2 separate regions of the Mus musculus genome follow, and region 1 is linked to region 2. Evidence: chromatin contacts called from public HiChIP or PLAC-seq data. All regions are on one chromosome and are shown on one strand. The core of a region is the stretch at or near the end of the contact, and the rest is flanking DNA. Distances in the headings are between cores, read along the strand shown.

What was found. HiChIP or PLAC-seq counts read pairs in DNA pulled down with a chosen protein or histone mark.
Region 1: an H3K27ac HiChIP or PLAC-seq map of embryonic stem cells shows a contact between it and region 2, with 4 times the contacts expected there. The contact joins the promoter of Smyd3 here to the enhancer-like site in region 2. A contact is called at or near these places in 3 of 39 promoter capture datasets (frontonasal cranial neural crest, hippocampal neurons and liver) and 2 of 115 datasets of contacts at active chromatin or transcription factors (embryonic stem cells and neural tube).

What each region holds. Positions count from the first base shown.
Region 1 is chr1:179,516,660-179,519,517 of GRCm38.p6, forward strand. It overlaps Smyd3 (SET and MYND domain containing 3), which reads right to left and starts at 1,382. Exons shown (of 12, transcript NM_027188.4): 1 at 1,129-1,382. The coding sequence starts at 1,292.
Region 2 is chr1:178,543,155-178,546,137 of GRCm38.p6, forward strand. The region is part of intron 2 of Kif26b (kinesin family member 26B); the gene reads left to right. Among named protein-coding and RNA genes, the nearest start is that of Kif26b, 16 kb to the left of the region's middle. Within about 2 kb of position 1,592, at least 36 of the 459 cell types and tissues checked have an H3K27ac peak or open chromatin away from gene starts, as enhancers often do. A contact at or near this core is called in embryonic stem cells, where this site is marked.

The DNA.
Region 1 (2,858 bases), core at 132-2,631, 970 kb after region 2:
TCCTGCTTTCTCCAATTAGTCTGTGAGAAGGGGGTTCGTGGCATTCGAGGCCGAGTTGTGAAGGGAGTGAATTGCTTTAACCCCACAAACTTCCCGCTGCTCTTTCAGCAACAAATCGCGTGCAGGTGTGTGCATGTCATTTCGATCACCACTTGAGAAGATAACAGATAACATTATTATTTGCTAACTTTAAAATGCAAAGCGAAGTCTTCAGTTATAAACTAAACAAGAATATTGTGGAAGCCGGGCGTTGGTAACAGCAAGACTTTGGGACGCAGAGAAGGCCAGCCTAGTCTACAGAGCAGCTACAGAGAAACCCTGTCTGAGGGGGCGGGGACTGAGGAGGGAGGAGAGGGGAGCGAGGGGAGTATCCTGGAATGTATAGTAAAGCTAGACTCCCCACCTCTACCCACCCCAAACACAGAGGGATGGGTCTGGAACCTACCTACCTCAGAGTCCTTATCCCAGTGCATGGTGGGAACCCGATGTGTGCGGACGGAAGTGTATATGTTACACAACTCTATAAACAGTAAAGCACCCTCCGCTGACACCGTGCTTCCAGACTTCGAAACACTGTCACATAAACTGTTGCATCTACACAGAGGTGGTGAGTTACATTTGTCCGCACAATCTCTAGAGGGCAAAGCACACCGCGAGTCCTACGCTCCTAGAGTAGACTGTTTGCATCTCTTATTTTGCTCTTTTGTTACACGGTTAATTCTCATTTGCTCCAGTCCTTAGGGATGTCTCATTCATCTTCCTAAACCCAAGCCACGTAAAATCCAGACCAGCAAAGTACAACATAAACACCAGGCTTCTCGCTCCTCCCGCAAGACAGGTCAGGTGGGGCCTCAGTTCTGATCCTGACGTACACACCCCTACTCCTTCCCAGACTCACACCCCCCTGCCACTTCTGATTTCCACAACCAATGAAGCTCGTTGCACAGGCTTTGAATATTTTTGTTCCCCAGCAAAATTATCTGCCCGACGCTTCCCCTTCATCTGCACCACTGCCTCCCCCAATTCCCACCGCAGCCTAGGGTGCTGCAGACACCCCACAGAGCTGTGCCCTCGAGGCCCACCCCCACCCGCAGAGCCACGCGCCCCGGGCTCAGGTTCCGTACGTACCCCAGTAGGCAGCGATCACAGACTACGCCACGACTCCCCTTGCACACAGTGTAAGCCAAGGGGTCGGAGCGGAAGAGCAGCTCCCCGGGGCGCAGTGGAGCCACAGCACGCAGCCCGTTTCCCCGGTTGGCAGTCGTGAACTTTTCCACCTTCAGTGCCTCCATCCTTCCTCAGATCCACACCTCAGATCCGAACTGCGTCCCTCAGCTTGAGTCTCGTGTTTTCTGACTGCGCGCCTGCGTCCTGCGCTTGCGTACACCAGGGGGCGGAGACGAGCGCGCAGGTCCTGTGAGCATGCGCAGGAGGACCTACTACAGCTCGGGATGGGGTGGTGTATTTCCTCCTGTATTTTATTCCGCGCTTTTTTTTTTCTTTTTCTTTTTCTTTTTCTTTTTGAGACGGAGTCTCACTATGTGTAGCAAAGACTGATCTGGAGCTCTCTTGATAGACCAAGGAACCTCTCTATTTAGACCTCGAACTCACAGGATTCTGCCCGCCTCAGCCTCCTCAGTTCTGGAATTCAAGGTGTGCTCCACCACGCCCAGCTTATTATGCAAATTTTAATGCATAGTGAAAAAAAAAATGGTAAGAGCCCATGAGTGGTGGCACACACCTTTAACCTCTGCACTGGGGAGGCAGAGGCAGGAAGACCTCTGAGTTTAAAGCCAGCGTGGTTTATAGAGTGAGTTTCAGGACAGCCAAGGCTATACAACAGAGAAGCCCTGTATCAAAAAAAAAAAAAAAAAAAAAAAAAGGGCAGTGGTTATCTGTATATTCAGCATCTAGATCGAAAAATTCTTAACATCTGCAGGGTTTTTTTTTAAGATTTATTTACTGTTATATGTAAGTGCACTATAGCTGTCTTCAGACTCACCAGAAAGGGCATCAGATCTCATTACAGATCTGTGGTGAGCAATCATGTGGTTTCTGGGATTTGAACTCAGGACCTTCAGAAGAGCAGTCAGTGCTCTTAACCACTGAGCCATCTCTCCAGCCCAGCATCTGCAGTTTTGGATCACACCTTCTGTATATCTATCTATATGCCTATATTTTTTTATAAACCGTTTTAGAGTTATGTTTGTTGAACCCTTTGAAATAATGTTGCAGTCAGGTCTTGAACTCAGAAACCCTTTATTCTCTTCCTCCTGAGTTCTTGGATTATGGATATACAAGCAAAGGATTATGGGTATACAATGAACAAGCAAAGGAGTAGGCACAAGACTGCCTAGGAGGGTCAGCATGATCAACCAGTTCTGATGCTCAGACTCAGCTATATGAGACCTATATCAGACCACACAAAGCTTTTTAAAGACAGCGTCTATTGTGTATCTCTGGCTGTCCTGGAACTCTCTGTGTAGATCAGGCTGGCCTTGAACTCATAGACATCCTGCCTCTGCCTTTCCTGTATACACGTCTGTGTGCCTTCTGGGAACCCCAGCAAACACACAAGTGGAAGACTAGCCTCAGTAACAGAGAAATCCTGCTTAAAACATCTTTTTCTATGAGTGATTTCTTACTTCAATCCAAATATTTTGTTGGTTTGTGACCATGCCTCACAATTTCGCCCTGGCTGACCTGAAAAATCTCTGTGTAAAGCAGGCTGGCTTGGAATTCGGAGATCTGCCTGCCTCTACCTCTCTGCCCCACCCACCAACCCTGTCCCTAATCCTGCCCCTTGCCCCACCCCTGCCTCTCTGCCTCTGCCCCTGCCCCTTCCTGTAACTTTAATT
Region 2 (2,983 bases), core at 342-2,841:
GGGATGTGTGGATGCAGTATATATGATGTGGATATGAGATAATGTGTGTGGTGTGTATAGTATGGATGTGAGTATATGTGAGCTGTGTGTGTGTGTGCATGTGGTATGTGTATGTGTGTGTGCCTGTGTTTTCAGAGTGCTAAATGGATCACAGAGGTTGATGACTCAGTGGACATCCTGTCTCAGGTTTCAGATATCGAGAGGGTGAAGGTTTTATTGGTGGTCAAGGCAGCTAATAAAGTGAGCTGTGCAGTTAAGAGTGCATTCATCCGAGGATGGCTGTCTCACAGGCTGAGGGAGGAAGCCGGGGGCAGCTGCAGGTTAGCCTGTGACAGCTTTATGAGCTGTATGTATGTATATATGTATGTATGTATGTATGTATGTATGTATCTATGTATGCATGTATGCATGTATGTAGCCATGGCAGAAAACTCAATACAAAGGCCTGGTTTTAATATGCCTGACTGGGCCTTCTGCTTCCTGCATGGGGCATCCATGGGGGAAGGAAACCAAGGGTTGTAGGCTTTGTGTGGGAGTTAATTTATCTTTTTATAGGGTGCTTGTAGTTTCCAGTGATTCCAGTCATACCCTGTATGGTGGTTCAGGAGGAGGTGGTGGGAGTTTAATGGAGGCTTAGGAAGCTCGCGCTGGCCATGTAGAGGCCCCCGGGCTTCCGAGTTCCACTGTAGTTTCCACAGAATTTGTTTCGGCTGATATTTTGCCCACTCATGTCTCCTGACCTGCACCAGTGCTTGTCACTAGTCCATCAGTATCTGGCTTTTGGATTGTTCTGTGCATGCAGTAGATATCCCTTTGTGCACACAGTATATATGAATTCCTTTTTGAAGTTAAATTCTCTAAAAATTTTGATGAAGGAAAGGGTAAAAACACGACAAATGATTTCTATCCTCTGACAGGTAATGAAGTCGCTTCTGGGTGAGGGGAAGCGGCCAGCTGGTGATCTACAGAGGTGGAGGTGGTGCCCTGGGCAGTAGTGCTGGCCTGTTGACATTGCCTCTTGGTCTCTGAAGAGAAAGCTGCAGTGGCAGGAGGTGCCCTTCTCTGAGGCAGAGCCAGGTGTCTGAGGGCTGGCTCTCTGGGGTTCTTGAGGAGTTCTTTGTCCTCATGTTCTTGGTTTTGCTTAGTCATCCACTCTCAACGTCATTTTGCCCCTTGGAGAGGAAAGGGATGCAGGGATGCCTGAATGCTTGCATGCCCGCTGGAGGCTTGTAGAAAGCCCATGGGCCTCCTGGATATCCCAAAGAGCAAACTTATCAACACTGGTCAGAAACAGGCAGGGCAAGGATGGTTATACCTTCAGGATGCACAGTGGAATTCGTGAGCCTGGTAGCTGGATCCATTCATTTCCTTCAGTTCTCAGAGTGCCTGAGGGGTAGGCCCTTGCCTCCTCATGGCTGCTCTCTGCTTCACATTCTTTCTCCCTCTTCTTCAGTGTCCTTTCCCATAGCAGAAAATACTGGCTTCCTGCTTAGAATCTCTTTAATGAGGACCTGTATTCCCTCTGTGAGAGTGTGGTGGTTTGAATAAGAATGGCCCCTGTAGGCTCATATACTTGAATGCTGTGTCATCAGGGAGTGGCACCGGTTGAGAATGACTAGGAGGTGTGGCCATGATGGAGGAAGTGAGCCACTGGGGGGTGGGCCTTGAGGCTTCAAAAGGCCAAGCCACGCCCAGAGTGACTTTCTCTTCCTGCTGCCTCCAGATCAAGAAGTAGCTCTTAGCTACTGCTCCAGCATCATGTTTGCTGTGTACTGCCATGTTCCCTATGTGTTGACGATGGACTACACCTCTGAAACTGTAATCAAGAGTCCAATGAAATGCTTTCTTTCATAACAGTTGCCTTGGTCATGGTGTCCCTTCACAGCACTAGAACAACGACTAAGACAGAGAGCTTTGCCACCCTCTTGTCATAATCTCTATGCTTCTGCTGTCATCTGAGGGATGGGGATGATTTCGTTTTTAATGTGTAACTTTTGGGGAAACATGAACACTCAGCCTACTGCATCCAGCAGAAGTCACCTGTTGAGGTTCAGACCCCTTAGGCCATCTCGGTGACTCTAGCGGCACTGTCTCTGTCCTCTGCGATGTGATAACACACGATTGCACCCTAGATGCTGGTGAGGAGTCTGGAAGAGCAAGGAGATGTCTCCTGCATTAGAAGCTTCAGACTCCCATAGGATCTGGAGTGCAGAGGAGGACAGCATAGCTGGCTCCGAGTCTCTCAGTGCTGAGCATGAAGCAGGTGGGGAGAGTTGACTCACATGCACTTCGTTGGCCGACGCTGAATTTCCTAAGGTTCCCACAGATTCTCAAGACATTTCTGGTCCCAGGTCATGCTTTTCAGCCTCAGTTTTGCAATGGGAAGCTGTCCCTCTCTGCTGCACAGGCAGATGCGCCATCCTTATACTCATGCTTCAAGAAAGAAGGGGATGAGCTGGGGAAATAGGCCAGTTTTAGAGCCGTTGACTTCCATGCGTGAGGCCATAGGCTCAGTCCCCAGCATCACACAGATTCATGTATAGTAGCAACAGGGCAACAGTTCAGGTATAGTAGCTGCTCTCTGTACCCCAAACTCCATTCACCAGAGTCTGTTCCTAGCACCCACCAGATTGGGAAGAACTACACAGCACCGTGTCTTTCTCACCAACACCAAGTCTGACATACAACATTTATACTGTGAAGGCCAAAGAAACACGGGCCTGGTAGATTCGTGGACAGAAGGACAATTGCTCCACATGCATTGAAAGAAGAAAAATGGGGTTCACACGTTGGTATGTATTTAGTGGATCATAGACTTCTCAAACCTTTTTTTATCTTTTGTACACAGGGCAGAGTCACTATGTTATGTCAACTTGAACCAACACTTTAGGTGTCGGGTGTCATATACCATCGGGCACTTGCTATTTTAGCCACTGATGTTTCATAACCACAGGGCAGTGGGCTCAGGAGCTGCCTTAGAGGT